2 separate regions of the Mus musculus genome follow, and region 2 is linked to region 1. The links are chromatin contacts, called in public Hi-C maps. All regions are on one chromosome and are shown on one strand. The core of a region is the stretch at or near the end of the contact, and the rest is flanking DNA. Distances in the headings are between cores, read along the strand shown. Region 1 has its middle 490 kb from the start of Zfat. Region 2 overlaps Zfat (zinc finger and AT hook domain containing).

Region 1 (4,536 bases), core at 1,066-3,565:
AGAAACTATGTAAGAGATGAGGAATAAGCAGGCTCTACAGTGATGCTGTCTCAATAGCTGGGAAGGACAAAGCTTGGGCTTTGCAGTTTTCTTCTTTAGACTCTGCATGGTAGGCAGCTTTTGTAAGATTTATCTGGGACCCAAGAAATAATCTAAGTGATAATGAATGAGCAGGCTCTCCAGTGATGCTGCCTCTATATCTCTCCATAGCTTGGACAGACAAAGCATGGGCTTTGCAGTTTACTTCTTGGAAACTATATGGTTTATATTATAGTTCATCAAGTCTCTTCTTCTCAAATGATGGAAGTTCCTGAAATATATAAATATTTAATATAAATTATTTAAGTAAAGATATATATGTATGTGTATATACATATATATTTTGGATGGATATAAATATATATGTGTGTGTATACATATGTTATATCTATATCTATATCTATATCTATATCTATATCTATATCTATATCTATACCTATACCTATACCTATACCTATACCTATACCTATACCTATATCTATCTATCTATCTATCTATCTATCTATATATATATATATATATATCTACATCTATAGATATCCAAGGCATCTCAGTTAGTCAACGGGGACTCAAGGGAGGGAGGGAGGATTGAAAAGAAAAAGATAATTAGACAAAACTATAACCTGACTCCAGCCAGTGCTGAGGCTGAACCAGCTTTATTTTTCCCCAGCCTGCTTTTTTTTCCATTTTTAATTAGGTATTTAGCTCATTTACATTTCCAATGCTATACCAAAAGTCCCCCATAGCCATCCACCCCCACTCCCCTACCCACCCACTCCCCCTTTTTGGCCCTGGCGTTCCCCTGTACTGGGGCATATAAAGTTTGCGTGTCCAATGGGCCTCTCTTTCCAGTGATGGCCGACTAGGCCATCTTTTGATACATATGCAGCTAGAGTCAAGAGCTCCGGGGTACTGGTTAGTTCATAATGTTGCTCCACCTATAGGGTTGCAGATCCCTTTAGCTCCTTGGCTACTTTCTCTAGCTCCTCCATTGGGAGCCCTGTGATCCATCCATGTGAGCATCCACTTCCCAGCCTGCTTTTATATCACTCTAGGTACAGCCAAAGAACATGGCCAGTTCTTAGATCAAAGACAAAGTCATCAAGCATAGTAGTAAACAAAGAGATCACACAAGAAAGTAATCAAGCAGCACCAAAAGTTTTCAACATAGATAGATAGATAGATAGATAGATAGATAGATAGATAGATTTTTTCAACACACACACACACACACACACACACACACACACACACACACACACACACACACATAAAACAGTTCCAGAGTTATTCAACCAATTGGAGACAGAATTATGGTGTCTTCACAGACCTTAGTGCATTCCAAAGCAGGCAAGTGTCAGGCCAGGAGAAAGTAGGAGAAGAAAAAGAGATATTCATCAAAGAGCAAGAGCTGAAGAAACAAGCAAGCCCTAAGCTGATGATGGTAGCAAACAAAAAGATATGTTTCATTTCAAGGCCGCTGGAATCTTCTCTGGAAGGAACATAGTTAATCAAAGAATGAATAACTGGATTGCAGAAGTATGTAAACTGCAGGATATCATAGGCTACACTTGATTTTAGCAGAAAGGTAAAGTAATTCAAGGAAAGAATATAAAAGAAGAAAGTACAAGTGATCGGGATTGTTTGCAAAGATGGAAGTTATAAAAGAATAATTAGACCCAAGAAAGAAGTTCACTTTCCTACCTTGTGATTGAGATTATTAAACATGGGCTTTTCCTTTAGATTTTAAACCATTTTCCTCCACCACCCCCTTTTCCCTGTGCCTGTTCCAAGCCATCTCTATTTACAGGCAATGTTATCAGGAGTCTCTCTGTACCTATAATCCACATTCATGAACACCAGTGGGAATAGAAAGCCGGTGATCATCAGGAGGAAAGTTTGCAGTAAGGAAGGGCTAGGTAAATGAGAGTGATTATCAAGGAGAAATAGTAGTGAGCAGAGTACTTCCCCTCTTGGTGTGATAATGAACACATATGCGATTAAATAAAGACAGGATGGTCAGAAGTTAATGATTTAATACAAAAATGCCCCCAAGGAAAACCCATAACACATAGAATAATACTAATTACAGTTTGAATATGAGATGTCTTCAACAGGGTCGTGTTTGAGGGCTTGGTCCCCAGCTGGTGATGCTGTTTGGGAAGGCTCTGGAACTTAATAGGAAGTGGAATCTTGCTAGAAAAAGTGGATCACTACAGGAGTGGCAGTGGGGGTGAGTTTGTCACTAGACTTCCTCAGTAAGTTCTCCTTTTTGGATTGCACATGCATCTTGTTTCTGCATTTATGCCTTTCCGACCATAGTGAACTGTCCCTGAAGACTGCTAGGATACATAAATCTCTTGTCCTATAAATCACTTGGACGGGGCACTCTGTCCCAGCAACACTAAGCAACTCAGACAACACCTAGAAGATGACCTTCCAGAGAGTTGTATTGTACACTGAATATTGAAGGCCCAATATTATCTTGGGAGTTTCATATAAAAGGGTCTCTGCTTTTCAGTGGGAGTCATGGCAGCTAAAGAGTTGACCGCAAATGAAAGTGCAATGTTTACATGTACATAAAGCAGATGATAAAGGGGTTGTCTGTAGGGAATTGGGAGATGTGAGTAAAAGTGGTAGGATCAACAGGGGACAAAGAGGTGTCACAGATATAACAGTCTCTCTGGCTTTTCCACAACAGAAATATGTGCATGTGTGCTCCCTTGGAAAGATGAAAAATGGATAGTGAAGCCATCTCCTATGTAGGGGATTTGAGACTTTTTTTTGTTTTTTCAAGACAGGGTTTCTATGTGTAGCCCTGGGCTATCCTGGAACTCACTTTGTAGACCAGGCTGGCCTCGAACTCAGAAATCTGCCTGCCTCTGTCTCCCGAGTGCTGGGATTAAAGGCGTGTGCCACCACGCCCGGCTGGAGATTTGAACTTTCCATTTTGTTGGTCACCTCAGCTTTTGTGCAGGGCTTCAAGCAGGTATATTTTCCTTTGACAAACAAAACAAAACAAAACAAAACATGTGACTCTTTTTGATTTTATTTATTTAGGATCTATTTTAATATTTTCATAATGTATATTCATTGTATATGGTAATCTATTATACAATGTCATTTTCATAAAAGCATATGTATGTTGAGAATAATCTCTCCCATGGCCCCTAGTCCTCTTTTCAACACTCCTCTCTATTAGTTTCCATATGTACCCTAGACAGTTCTGCTTTCATATAAAACATTCATACATGATTTCATGTGCCCATATAAAATCTATAGAGATATCTATATACAAGTAATAGAAAACATACAGTATTTAACTTGCTTAGTTTACCTAATTATTGAATCTGTTTTCCTGTAAACAATATAACTTATTATTTCTCCTTCCAGCAGAAACACCACCCTTTCTTTGTGCAGTCATCTGTTTTTAAGCATGTATGTTGATTATATGACTTAGCTATTGTGGATAGTGCTTCTGTTAACAATAATATTCATGTCTCTGTGATCATTTAACTTGGAGTTCTTTGGATAAGCACTCAGAAGTGTTATTCATACATGGAACATGTATTAGAAAACAAACTACCTGATGTATGTTCTATGGTCATGAGGAGTCAATTACAAGAGAACATTGCATCTCCAGAAAATCCCTTTGTGAATAACATACAATTTTATGAGTCTTGCAAATTGCTGACCATAACCAACCAAGTCTATATTTCATAGTTCCATCCTTTCTTTAGTAGCCTTGCACCTCTCAGATTTAACGTCTAAAATTATTTAACACATAGATATTCCAATCTTCTTGAAGACCCACTTGTGTCTGTCTTTCTTTCTTTCTTTCTTTCTTTCTTTCTTTCTTTCTTTCTTTCTTTCTTTCTTTCTTTCTTTCTTTCTTTCTTCCTTCCTTCCTTCCTTCCTTCCTTCCTTCCTTTCTTTCTTTCTTTCTTTCTTTTTTTTTTGAGACAGGGTTTCTCTGTATAGCCCTGGCTGTCCTGAAACTCACTCTGTAGACAAGGCTGGCCTCAAACTCAGAAATCCGCCTGCCTCTGCCTCCAGAGTGCTGGGATTAAAGGTATGTGCACCACCTCTAGATTTATATAAATGTAGCAAGAACTCATCTTTTATTCTGGATCATATCTGACAAGCTTCTAATACTGAATTATTCCTCAGGAGATATCTGATTATCCTACCCTGTATTAGTGACAATAGAGTTAGTTCGGGCTAGCCAGAATTCTGCTTCGCCCTGATGTTTTCATTACTACTTTTTGGATACAGATACTTAGCTTCTTGTCTATGAACTTTCACTTGCCCATATCTATTCAGAGTTGATGCCAGAATCACTGTAAAACCCATCATGATCCTCATGTATATGCACACACACACACACACACACACACACACACACACACACACATCATAACAATCCTAAAAGATAACATGAACTTTGTCATGTTGTCTTTATATCAACTTTAATGGTATTTTTTCCTACAAGTACTA
Region 2 (5,181 bases), core at 1,881-4,380, 410 kb before region 1:
AAATTTAGTAGAAAAGAAACTTCCTTGTTCTCATGTGCAAATATTTTTTTAGGCAAACTTTTTTGGTACCAGGTGCATTTTGACATGCATGTCCGCACCCACACCCGGGAACATCTGTATTATTGCTCCCAGTGTCACTATTCTTCCATCACCAAAAACTGCCTTAAACGCCATGTAATTCAGAAACACAGTAACATCTTGCTGAAGTGCCCCACTGACGGCTGTGACTACTCGACTCCAGATAAATATAAGCTGCAGGCCCATCTTAAAGTTCACACAGAGCTGGTAAGTAGCAAGCCCGAACAGCAGCCCCCACCCGCCTCCCCCTGGGTGCCCATTACTCTCTCACATTTCTGCATATGGACCTATCTCTGCTGCAGGGGTGTGCACACCCTGCCCCTCCAGACACAGAGGGCCCTGCTCCGGCCTCTTGATGCCTCACAGAGCTTCTCTCTACCCCAGCTCCTTTCCTAGTGAGCCTCTGACTAGACTGAATTTCATTCTCTGTGCATACTTTTAGCATCTGAGTCTACAGAAGAGCGAAGCCCAGAGTGGAAATGAAGCAAAGGCTTCATAAATGGCATTTTTAAGTCTTATTAACAACAGGAATAATAATAGCTGCCTGTGAGTGTTTTTGGGGGATTAAACTGGATGATTCGATAGGATTAGGTGATTATACCAGGAACACTGTTGTCATATTAGTGTGGCATTCATTATAAACATCAACAGAATCTAGAAAGCTTTGATTTAAGAAGTGACATGTTTATCCAAGGTGCTGTTAACGGCACAATGGTCATGTCTGGTTCAGTAGTGGTTGATCTCATAATGATGCAATGAGTGAATGGCTTTTTTTTCTTTGCAAGGTCTAGTCTGATGAGAAGAGGCTGACAGTCCTGAGACTGATTTAAGACTTCTTACTGTAATAGACACCACACCTGGGGCCCATGTGGCTCTGTTTTATGTAGCCAGCACAAAAGGAAGCTTCAGAAATCAGAAGAGTTGCTTTGACTTTCTGGTATAAGAATCACTAACAGCCAGGAGGTTTGTCATCAAGGTGCATTTGGGGTGTTTGGAGGTATGAGGAGATCAAAGCATGTTGGGATAGACTCCAATACCATCTGCCACATCGCCACAGGCTCTATGGCCTCAGACAGTTCACTTGTCATGTCTGACAGCTGCCACCTTTTATATAAAATATACACTTAAAAGTCTGTCTTGTTCTGTTGCTGTGACGACACACCCCAATCAAGGCATCACTTAAAAGGCAAAACATTTAGTTGGGGTGCTCTTTACACTTTACAGGTTTAGTCCATTATTATCATGGCAGGAAGCATGGGGGCATACAGGTAGACCCTGGAACAGAAGTTGAGAACTACAGTCTGATCTATAGGCAGAGAGAGAGAGAGACTCTGGGCTTTAAAATCACACAGCCCACTCCCAGTGATATACCTCCTCCAGTCTTTTTGTGGGTCACATCCCCTAATCCTTTCAAATAGTTCTGGGGACCAAGCATTCAAATCTGTGAGCCTATGGGAGGCCATTCTCATTCAAACCATCACAAAGTCCATTATGTCAGTACCCATTCATGCACACTCATGTATGCACACATATATACATAGACATGCCTGCATATATGTACACATCTATGTATATTTGTGTATTCCTATTTTGTTATTGCAGTGTTGAGATATAATTGCTGTCCTCCTTCTCCGGTAGGGCATGTGGTTTATTAACTTTTCTGTCATTGCTGTTAGGTTGGCCCTGAGCCTGAGGAGGAGTGAGTCCAGTGGTAGAATATGTTCTTGTTAGGAGAAGCCTTCGAGTGAGGTGTTGGAAGCTAGGAAGGTAGAAGGATGGATTGAATCCTCACTCCTCCACTGCTTACCTGGTGTTTGGTATGAGTAATGCAAATAATCTGTGCCACAGTGTACCTGAGCGGTGAGGGTGAGGTGAAGGAGGACATTAAGTGCTTGGTATAGACTATTGTTTTGCAGCTCACTGCTCTGGACTTAGAGCTTCTGAACTCAGGTAAAATGGGCGACAGGAGCTAAGCCATTGTTCACTGAAAATCTGACTGTGCAGCCTAGGCTGCCTCTTGTTCCACATGCAGAATTTGCCTGTTAGTTGTGAATGGCCTGGAGTTGCTCGTCTAGCCTGGTTGTTTTCTTCCTTAGATGCTGATGCTCAGTCTCTTGTGTACATCCCACAGCGCTAGGGTCATGAGGGAGCATCAGGAGTATGCAGCTGATGTCTTTCGTCTTGCCTTTGTGTGCTTTGCTTCTTACTTATAAACAGCTGTTGTAGACGCTATCCTCTGAGGGTAGCAACACATTCATCAGAACAGCTGTGCTAAGTGCAGTGGCCCTTGGAGATCAGTGACATTGAACAGCTGTGCTAAGTGCAGTGGCCCTTGGAGATCAGTGACATTGAACAGCTGTGCTAAGTGCAGTGGCCCTTGGAGATCAGTGACATTGAACAGCTGTGCTAAGTGCAGTGGCCCTTGGAGATCAGTGACATTGAATGTTGATGTTCTCTTACAGAAACGGGCACAGAGAGGGTCGTTGGACCCTCACCTGGTCACAGTTACTGTCTCCTGTACTCTGCAGCTAGCTGTGTATAACTCAGCCCTAACTACACATATCTTTGAGATCTTTGGGGATGCTAGAGTGTGTAGATTGTGTGTGTGTATGTGTGTACGGGGTGTTGACCAAAATGCTTGGAACTCCATCTGTTTAGCTAGTTGTCATTGGTTCTGAGGTGAGACTTTTCTCCTTTGGGGTAACCCCTCTCTCACCTGTGTTAGATAAAGAAGTCCAATAGACTCATTGGTTCTCCAGGTTAGTCTCTGACTGACATGCACTTTGCTCTGTCATTGGACCCCTGTAAGGAATGGGTAAGCATTTGTCTGCGTCTCCCCAGGGAATGTCACACAGCACTTTTCTACTTTCATGGTGAGGAATGTGATTGCACCTTCTTTCCGAGCACTGATCTCACTTCTAGCAATGTGGAAGAAGCTCTGGGGAGACCAACCTTGGGGCAGAAAGCTGCTGGCTTGATCTTGTAGTCACTTCCTTGTGTTTTTACTTAATTCCCAAGTCCCCTCTAGTTGTTAGGAATCACTTCCTCTACTGTGTAGAGTCTCGTGTCTAAGTCTCTGTTGTGCAATACTTTGTCTGTGGCTATGGCATGAGTGAGGGTTGGCAGATTGCATCCCATGGCCTTATCACAGCCCATTGCTCTTCACTGGCTGCTGGCGGGTCAGCAGTGTTAGTGATGAAGCTCTTGGACACTTGTACATCTTCTGAAGGAGTGTGGCAGAGGTGGACTATGGCCCAGGTAGGGACAGGAGACAGTACTTCTGTATTACTGTGGCAGCCATTCTGAAAGCTGCATGAGTTAATAATATCTGCACATTGCTCCTAGAGAAGTATAACATCCTGATGCAAGGAGTGTGGCTTAGTAAACGTCACAAGAGATATACTGTCTTGCTTCTCATTAGTTCTCACATTTTCTTAGAAGATCTTAGGGTCTCATTTCTACTTTTGCCCTTGTTGGTATTTGTAATTCTTTCCATTGAGATAAGTTGTTTTTGAAAACAGGTCCTCACTCTGTAGCCCAGGTTGGCCTAAATTCATAGTACTCCTCTGGCCTCGGCATCCTAAAATCTGGGACTGTAGGTTGAAGCCACCTTGCCCAGTTCAATTGAAGAACTCTCTTTGTTTGTTTGTTTGTTTGTTTGGTTGGTTTTTAACTTTTCTTCTTCTCTCATACATTACATCCAGATATCAATTTTCCCTGCCTCCACCCTTCCTCCCCACTATCCCCACCCCCGCCCAGCCTACCCTCTCTATAGATCAACTGCTCTTTTGTTTCCCTTAAAAATATTGGGCCTCCCAGGGATAACCGCCCATGTGGCCTAACAAGATACAGTAAGTCTGGGGACTAATAACCGAGGTACTCTTAAAGGTACGTAACTTGTTGCTGCTTCTGAAGTGGGAGGCTTTGGCCTGTGCATGCTAGCAAGGGGACTTCAGATACAAGGAAGACTGTCCCTTGCTGCAAGGAGCACTCTGCTTTCTGTGGATGAACAGATCACCAGTAGGAGGAGAAGGCTAGCGGGTCAACACCCTGCCCTCCCCAGCCAGCGTGAGCCGCTGTGGAGTGTGACTGTGAGGTTGAGGATGTTCGGGACAAGAAAGGGGGAGGGGGAAATGACCATTCAAACTGCGAATACTTTGATTTCATGCCTGAGCACTTGTTCCTGAAGTGGGCGACTGTATTGCCTCTGCAGTGAAGAGGACTTCTTTGAAAACCTCCAGCTTTTGAGATTGTGTGATATTTGTCTTTTGAGCCTGATGTAATTTATTTCTGTCCTGTGGCTGAGGATACCACACAGGGACAAATCTTCTGTTCATGTAGACACTGTTGACCTGATAATGAAGGTGTTAGCTCTAAAATACTTCACATCTGCAGGGAAGGTTGTTTTTAAGCTGTTCTATTGATTTGTGATGTGCATAAGGTATAATTTATTCTTTTACAACGTGAAGTTTAGTAGAATTTAGTCTACACACGATTATGTAGCCATCAGCAACTTTAGAAAAAGCATCTGTTGTCCCATAGGAAGGCTTTCTTGTCTGCTGTCACCACTCCCTTCTCTGTCCCTAGACACTTCCTATGTCCACGAACATTTTACATAAAAGGGTCACAAACTGTGTGCGACTAGTGTCCTTCTTTATTTATGTGATAGCAGGCTTCATGTTCTGCTCCGTTTTATGGTTGGGCAGTGCTCCCTTGTGTGGAGTTTCCCTCACTCTCTGAGTTGCTGAGCATTTGAAGTGCAGTTTTAGTGGTGAGCACAGCAGGATCGAGCCTTCAGTGCTGCTGGTTGCATTCATAGCACTTGAGCTAACTCTTGGTGAAATCTGTACAGGCATCTTAACTTTCGGAAATTAAGTGTTAATCATCCCTTTAAAAGATTTTCAAGATTTCGAAGCATCTAAGGAGAAGCTGCTCATATTCTCCACTGCCAAGCCTTCCATCCCTGCCTTTACCATTGCTGACACATTCACATCATCACTGCCAAGGAAGAGATAACACTGGGGATTTGGAGCTAGGACAGAGTCCCAGCACTGAGACCTCCTGCTGACTGTAAATCACTCAGAGAGTTCCAGGGAGACTGGG

What was found. Hi-C and Micro-C count contacts between places; a contact is called where the count stands out from the background.
Region 2: a Hi-C map of bone marrow-derived macrophages shows a contact between it and region 1, with 16 read pairs. The contact joins two enhancer-like sites. A contact is called at or near these places in 1 of 484 Hi-C or Micro-C datasets (bone marrow-derived macrophages) and 1 of 9 other capture datasets (embryonic stem cells).

Annotation. Positions count from the first base shown.
Region 1 is chr15:67,765,585-67,770,120 of GRCm38.p6, reverse strand. No RefSeq gene overlaps it. Among named protein-coding and RNA genes, the nearest start is that of Zfat, 490 kb to the left of the region's middle. Within about 2 kb of position 2,315, at least 6 of the 459 cell types and tissues checked have an H3K27ac peak or open chromatin away from gene starts, as enhancers often do. A contact at or near this core is called in bone marrow-derived macrophages, where this site is marked.
Region 2 is chr15:68,173,815-68,178,995 of GRCm38.p6, reverse strand. It overlaps Zfat (zinc finger and AT hook domain containing), which reads left to right. Exons shown (of 16, transcript NM_001145888.1): 7 at 53-285. Among named protein-coding and RNA genes, the nearest start is that of Zfat, 82 kb to the left of the region's middle. Within about 2 kb of position 3,130, at least 16 of the 459 cell types and tissues checked have an H3K27ac peak or open chromatin away from gene starts, as enhancers often do. A contact at or near this core is called in bone marrow-derived macrophages, where this site is marked.